Linked DNA regions of Hordeum vulgare: region 1 is linked to region 2. Evidence: chromatin contacts called from public Hi-C data. All regions are on one chromosome and are shown on one strand. Each heading gives the region's core, a stretch centred on a gene start, on an enhancer-like site or on the middle of the called end of the contact. The rest is flanking DNA. Distances are from core to core; before and after follow the strand shown.

What was found. Hi-C and Micro-C count contacts between places; a contact is called where the count stands out from the background.
Region 1: a Hi-C map of leaf shows a contact between it and region 2, with 6 times the contacts expected there. The contact joins the promoter of LOC123404010 here to the enhancer-like site in region 2. A contact is called at or near these places in 5 of 6 Hi-C or Micro-C datasets (leaf, seedling and an unstated tissue).

The regions. Positions count from the first base shown.
Region 1 is chr6H:380,626,701-380,630,355 of MorexV3_pseudomolecules_assembly, forward strand. LOC123404010 (probable aquaporin PIP2-2) reads left to right here and starts at 1,837. Exons shown (of 4, transcript XM_045097910.1): 1 at 1,837-2,301; 2 at 2,418-2,713. The coding sequence starts at 1,986.
Region 2 is chr6H:380,510,906-380,514,410 of MorexV3_pseudomolecules_assembly, forward strand. No RefSeq gene overlaps it. Among protein-coding and RNA genes, the nearest start is that of LOC123404010, 120 kb to the right of the region's middle. Within about 2 kb of position 2,051, at least 3 of the 3 cell types and tissues checked have open chromatin away from gene starts, as enhancers often do. A contact at or near this core is called in leaf and seedling, where this site is marked.

The DNA of each region.
Region 1 (3,655 bases), core at 587-3,086, 120 kb after region 2:
ACTCACGTGGAGCTGCAAAATGATTTGGTTGAGCATATGTGGGCTCATGTTGACAACCAATAGATGTATCTTTTTTAATATGTATTTAAGACAATTTAATTTTTATTCAGTTTGTAAAACTATACTTATTTATTTAAAAACTATGTTTTATTTGATTGTGAAACTATGCTATTTTTTATACGTCTGCTTGTTAAATAATGCAAAACGTGCTCATATTTGTTGAAAAGGGACGGACAGCCGATCACGTCAATAAATTTAAATCCCGGACGTTGGACGCATTACCAATCTAAATGTTAAATACGACGGACGTCGAACGGACGGCAGACCCAAGGACAAAAATATTGTCCGTTTGAATCGGCGCGTTGGAGTTGCTAGGTGCTTCTAAGATCGTATTAGTGTAGAGGCTGAGAGTTGTATCTTAACGATTTTAATACATTCTTTTCACACAAAGATGTAAATTTTACATGCAATGTGTGAGCTCTTGTTTCTTTTGCGTGCAAGAACAAGCTCTTGTCCTGCGTCGGCATAAAGTCCGAGCCGCATCACAGTTGTAGTACTAGCTGCTAGCTACGTCGACGGGTGCATCTCCTAAAATCTGAATGATTGGGCCGTGAGAGCGACCCGAGCCGCCCGGTGCTTTCCAGCCACATGATCGTAGGTGGCACCGCCGGATTGGCTGGTCGCGCGCGGCTGATGTGGATACCGTAAATCTGAAGGTCTCTGTTGTCCCACGTGTCCCAGTAGGAGCCGTATGGACGTATGAGAATACGTACGTTGTGCATCTCGAGGGAGTTCGTTACAGGGAACGAGTTGTAGCGGGAGGGAAAGGAAAATGGAGGAGATGTCATCGGTCGAGGGGCCCACTCCACCGTAGTAGAGTATACGTACTATACTAGAAATATTCGCAGACAGGAACGTTCTGCGCCTATCTGTTTCGTTGTTATACTTGTCTTGATCAGAGAAAGCGACCACCGATGGTTCACGATTTCTCCGTAAGCACAAAGGCGAGACCTAACCAGCCGGGCTTCAAATTTCGGGAGCACGTTTTCTGCAAGGGGGGAGAAGAGCGGGGGAGCAGCTTATTATGCCTTCACGTCATACAGCTTGCAGGCTGCAACTAATCAGGCTACTGTTAGGAATCTCCATTTGCAGAGTAGCTGCGCGAGCTGTCTGTCTTAGCGATGATTCGCTGTCCTTGTTTGTTATTGGTGGCAATCAAGTTTCTGGGCATCTCCATTGGTGGATAAGCATGTATATACTGAACCTGTTGAAATTCCTGTCATTGTCTGTGTATACTGAATTGTTTTCTGAAAGGTAGGACTGCCAAATTGTCGGGAGTAGTCGGCGCTACAGCAAAAGTTACTTGGAGCTGCATATGCATGCATGCATTTGGAACGGACACATCGTTGATCGTTCCAAGACATCTGCAAAACCCATGCTAACTCTACACGCCCCTAGATAAAGGTCGCTATATCCTCTCTTTTTTTTTTGCCATCACTGATGATGTGTTGCTTGCCAGTGACCAGCAACGAGAAGCAACGAGAGTAGAACACTTTGGTGCGCTTTCTGAACTTTCTGCATATTCTTTTTTCCAGGGCGGTACAGCAGCAACGTAAGCGCACTGCACTGCACTGCACTGCACATACCTTAGAAAACAGCCCCTCCCCTCCAATTGATCACTAGCCACCAGTTCGTTAGGCTCCGAAAACGACCTAACGATGATGCTATAGTCGGTTGTGGGCGGCAAATTATAACCCAAAACCTCCCAAAAACTAAGCAGAAAACCTTATCCCTCGCTAATAATCAATCTGCCTCCCCCCTTAACAGGCCAAACTCGAGCTGATGATGAGCTCGTCCTCTCCCCGGCACGAGCCACCCTCTCACGTCCCATATATACCTGACCGGCCCTCCCCTTTCTCCTCACACTGAACAACTGCAGCAAGCACCGTTCAAGCTAGAGGGCACTAGGTTGAGCTAGCTTAGCAATGGCCAAGGACATTGAGGCGGCACCCCAAGGGGGCGAGTTCTCCAGCAAGGACTACTCGGACCCGCCCCCGGCGCCGATCGTGGACTTCGAGGAGCTGACCAAGTGGTCGCTGTACCGCGCGGTGATCGCCGAGTTCGTCGCCACGCTCCTCTTCCTCTACATCACCGTGGCCACCGTCATCGGGTACAAGCACCAGTCCGACCCCACCGTCAACACCACCGACGCGGCCTGCAGCGGCGTCGGCATCCTCGGCATAGCATGGGCCTTCGGCGGCATGATCTTCGTCCTCGTCTACTGCACCGCCGGCGTCTCAGGTCCGTCCGTCGATCGACCACTAGTTCTCTTAACTTCTCGCGCATACTAACTGCATGTATGCATGCATCATGCACATGCGTGTGACTGACCCGCGTTCTCTCTTCACGATGCATAGGTGGACACATCAACCCGGCGGTGACCTTCGGGTTGTTCCTGGCGAGGAAGGTGTCGCTCATCCGGGCGCTGCTCTACATCATCGCGCAGTGCCTCGGCGCCATCTGCGGCGTCGGCCTTGTCAAGGGCTTCCAGAGCTCCTACTACGTGCGGTACGGCGGTGGCGCCAACGAGCTCAGCGCAGGCTACTCCAAGGGCACCGGTCTAGCGGCCGAGATCATCGGCACCTTCGTGCTCGTCTACACGGTCTTCTCCGCCACCGACCCCAAGCGCAACGCCCGTGATTCCCACATCCCGGTGAGTACTAGTACTACTACTGAGACTGGCTACTGAAACGTCTCGCTAGTTGCATCGCTCATGGCTACTATAGCGTAGCAGTATATATACCATTAAACCATAGAGACACTTTACAGTGTCCATCAAAAGAAAAGTACACTTTAGAGTATATGGGTTTATGGCCAATGATAGAATTGGCTGCAGATCAAAGTGCTGCGGAAGTCGTTGACTTAGTATTGGAACAACTTACTTAAGAACGAGAAAACATTCTAACAAGTGTGCTCAGAAAGAATATTCTAGTAAGTTAAACTCGAATTACTGAAGTTAATAGTTGGTAAAAACTAAAAAGCGATTATCAAATCATATACTCAATTTCTACTACCAGTGCTATGAGCTTTGATACATCTACGTAAGTTTTTAACGTAAACTTACGTTTAAGATGATCTGGCATGAGTTAGTTGAAAGATAAAAACAATACAGGCCCATCCCTAAAAATCAGGGGACCGGTGATTGGTTAAGGAAATAAGGAACGTAAGTTTACGTTAGTTACTTACGTAGATATAGCATTTTTGCAGTGCTATAGTAGCAAAATACTTTTGGGAGGGAGCGCCGGAGTAGGGCAACCAAGTTCACAAATCCTGACAAAATGAAGCATTTTAATGAACCTAAATGCTAAAGTGCCCCAAAAAATGCAAGATCTATGGTCCAAAATTGACGAATCACTCTACATCAAGCACCTGCATGTGCGAATGTATCTTCTTGTCTGATCCACTGCGTGCCAATAGGCAGATAGGAAGATTCTCTCGTTCAATTAGGCACTAGTCGCTGTCTCGCCTCATCGTCTACAGAAAATCTGTGGTGGCGAATCGAAAATGATCGCCACCAATTAATGACGAGATATATTCCATGGGTAGGAACAAATTGCAGAAGTCCAGGGATAATGTCATGCCTGGACCTATTTTG
Region 2 (3,505 bases), core at 801-3,300:
ATGCACAATGCGTACAAACAACAATCAGAAACATGTTAATCCTAGATGCGACAAGATATTATGAAACTACATGGAATTCTAGGCAAGTTTCATGTACGACATGTTCAAAACGGAGCAACGGTTCAACAATTGCAAACAACTCAAGTTTTAGTTATAATCTGTCCAAAACAACAACATAGCAACTTGGAATCATGAAAACAACAAGCTACATGAACTTAAAATGCACAAACAAGACATGGGTAGTACTATGTTATATGCACTTCATTTCATCAATAGAAATCATTGTGAAAAGAGTCATGGACTAATTGCTAGGATGCTCACAACATGTCTAGAAAATATAAGAGATTAGGACTTAGTGAAAATCACAGATTTTGAAAAATATATTTAAAATGAAGGCATATTCATGGAAAAGTTTAAATATGCTATAGAACTTTTCATGGAATGTAAATGTACAACATGGTAGTTGACATAATGGTCATTTCATTCAACATGAGCATGGTCAAAATCTGCACAGAAACATGGCTAGCATCAACACAAAAGGCTATCCAAATCAAACGGATTCTCACACTTGGTGAAAATAACAGGATGCAAGTGTAGTAGTTCTTCACATGTGGGCATTTTTTACGACAATAATAACTACCATTCAAAGGCAGCTAATGACACAACATGATAGTCCAACATGCTTTACAAAATACTTCAAGTGGGCAACAACAAAGGGGCTATAGATCAATGGCCATTAAGAAGACAAAACAACAAGTTGCATAACAATTTTCAGACTAAGAAATATTTTAAAATCTCAAAATAGCAACATTGTGTAAGCATGTTCATGTTATGAAAACTAACTAAACATGAATTTCATGGCATGGCAAACATACTAGCAAATAGTCACGACATACTATAAATTACCCAATTGGCACTAGTCCAAAGGATGCATTGTTTGCTTAGTATGATTTTTGCAAATGGTACTTTTCATTAACAAAAAAGAATATTTAACATATACCTACTTAAGTGTAACAAATGGACATGATGTAGATTTTTTACATCAAAACCAATGGCATGGCATGATAGAGAACATCACAAATAACAAATTACATGAACGAGCCACATGCATAGGAGTTACATTTATTTAGTTATGAAATAAACCGTTTTAATAGGCCATTAATGCAAATTGCGTGAAAACAGTATTTTTTAAAAATTAACCCATGTGAAAGTTTGATATTGTGAATTTACACGAAATTCTGAACATTTTACATATATAAAACGATTTCATCCGATGCACGGTTAATTAATTATTAGCATTTTAAAATGATGTTCTTTTAAAATCTGCAATGTCTTGATAATTAGATAAATCGCAGACGAAGAAAAAATACACGGGGCAAATCTGGGCGAAACTGGGCTAACAGGGAATGGCGCAAGATACTAAATATGGCCCGTGGCACGGGTTAACACACGCTAGGGCTAAGGTTCTCACCGTACTCAGCTGGGCTGAAGTTGGCTTGGCACAAGAGGAGGCTGGGCCAGCACGTGGCACTGGTGAAGGATGGGCTTGGAGGCGGCCCATGCGGTAGGCGTGGCACGCCAACTGCGGGTGCAGCTAGGGCTCACGACGGTTGTTGGCCCGGCCTAATGCGAGGTCAACGCAAGCGGGAACGAGGGCATCGTCCTCCTCCAACGAACCAGAGGAGGCGCCCGCGCTGATGAACTCCTACGGGCGGCGCGACGACATAGAGGAGGGCACGAGGTGCAGTGAGGTCGGGAACAGACAGAACGTGCCGCATGGCAACCGTACCCGGTGGTGGCGCGATGAACGGTGGCGGCCAGAGCTTGGGCGGCGACATCCATGGCGGGTTCCTGTAGAACGGGAGGGAGAGAGAGAGAGAGAAATTAGTGAGAGGAAGAGAGACCAGAGTAAGGGACCGGCCTGGTCGAGGTCGTCAGCCTCGTGGTCAAGGAGGTCCTCCAGCAAGCTCGAGCGAGCTTCCAACGCGAGAGCAGCCGGGTCGGGCCGTCGGGGAGGCTCACGGGCACGAGCACGGGTGGGTTTCGTGACGTCGGTGGATGGGCTTCGTGGGCCCGAATCGGGCCTGACGGGACGCGACGGGTGAGGGAGTTGGAGGGCGTAGGTGGTGGGTGCGGAGCAGACCTGGCCAAACGGGCCGGCCCGGCCCGGCCCACCATAATCGTGCCAAGCACAGCATGGCACGCGTGGGTCCGATTATTAGCTGGGCCGTGCCGTGCCGGCTCACCGGCGCAGCCTCCCGGCCCACGCACGACACGGAGGCTATACGGGCCGGCCCGTAGGCACGCCAGGCCCGTTAGTCTGTTAGTTTTTTTAGGCTATTATTTGGACTGATTTTGGCATGTTAGGCTATTTTGGGCCTATTTTAATATAGGTTAATTCTTTTATCCTATATATATAAATGAGTAAAAAAAATAAACGGGTCGTGCCGTGGCGGCCCGCGTGCCCAGCCCTCAGGCCCAGGCACGGCCCGAGGCGTGTCGCGTGCCTGACACGACCCGTTTAAATCGTGCCGGGCCGGGCCCTGTCGTGCCGTCGTGGCGGGCTGGCGGGCCGGCCTGTTTAGCCCGGCCCGTTTGACCAGGTTTGGTGCGGAGTAGTGGTGGGAATGATGAGGCACGGATTGTGGGGCCCACAGGTCTAGGGTTTCCACAATAGGCAGGATAGTGGGTCTATTTATAAAAAGGAGGGCTAAGTTGGAGGTTTTAGTCTGCTTTGAGACCTTACGATTTCGATCGGACGGCTCCGGTCAGGAGGTAGACTAGGTGGGTTGTGGTACGATGTGGAGAGGTGTTGGACTGAGATGAGAGAGAAGTGTGTGGTCCCTCATAGGTTTTAGAAATACCGAAAGTGTCCGTGGTTTTACCAGCTATAGTGGCGTTATAGGGTTATTCGTTCGGGTATCAAACGACCCTCGAATGCGGCAAAATTTGATAGGTGATCTACCTACAATATAATAAGAGTGCACGCCAAATTTCAACCCATTTGAAAAATATTTTATACCCACTTTAAAGACAATATTTTCAATGATGCCACGGGCGCGTGCGAGTGTGTTTGGCCTCGAAACGGTCAACGAGAAGAACGAAAAAACTGGCAACTACGAATGGATGCAAGTTTTAGAAAATAAAGGCAACAGAGTGCCGATGAAATGCGAATGATGCGAGGATGACTGCGACAAACAAATAAATCACACGACGAAGCCCAAAATAAATGGAAGGCATGTGGAGCGTTGGCCTCGGGCTGTTACAAGTGTCGTGTTAAAATTTGGAATCGTCCAATGTTTGTTTGGACGTTTTTATGCATTCATTGAGTTTTCTAGGCATTTAGTGTGGATATTTAAAGTTTTAACTATGTGTAGAAGCTCGAGTGCATCAAAATGGATTAAAAATCACATATGTGTTCCCTCGTTGCATGTTTAGTTCCAATGAATTCCAAACACCCCGGCGTCGTGGATCGGCCGTAAACATTGAAAATGTTGATTTTTAA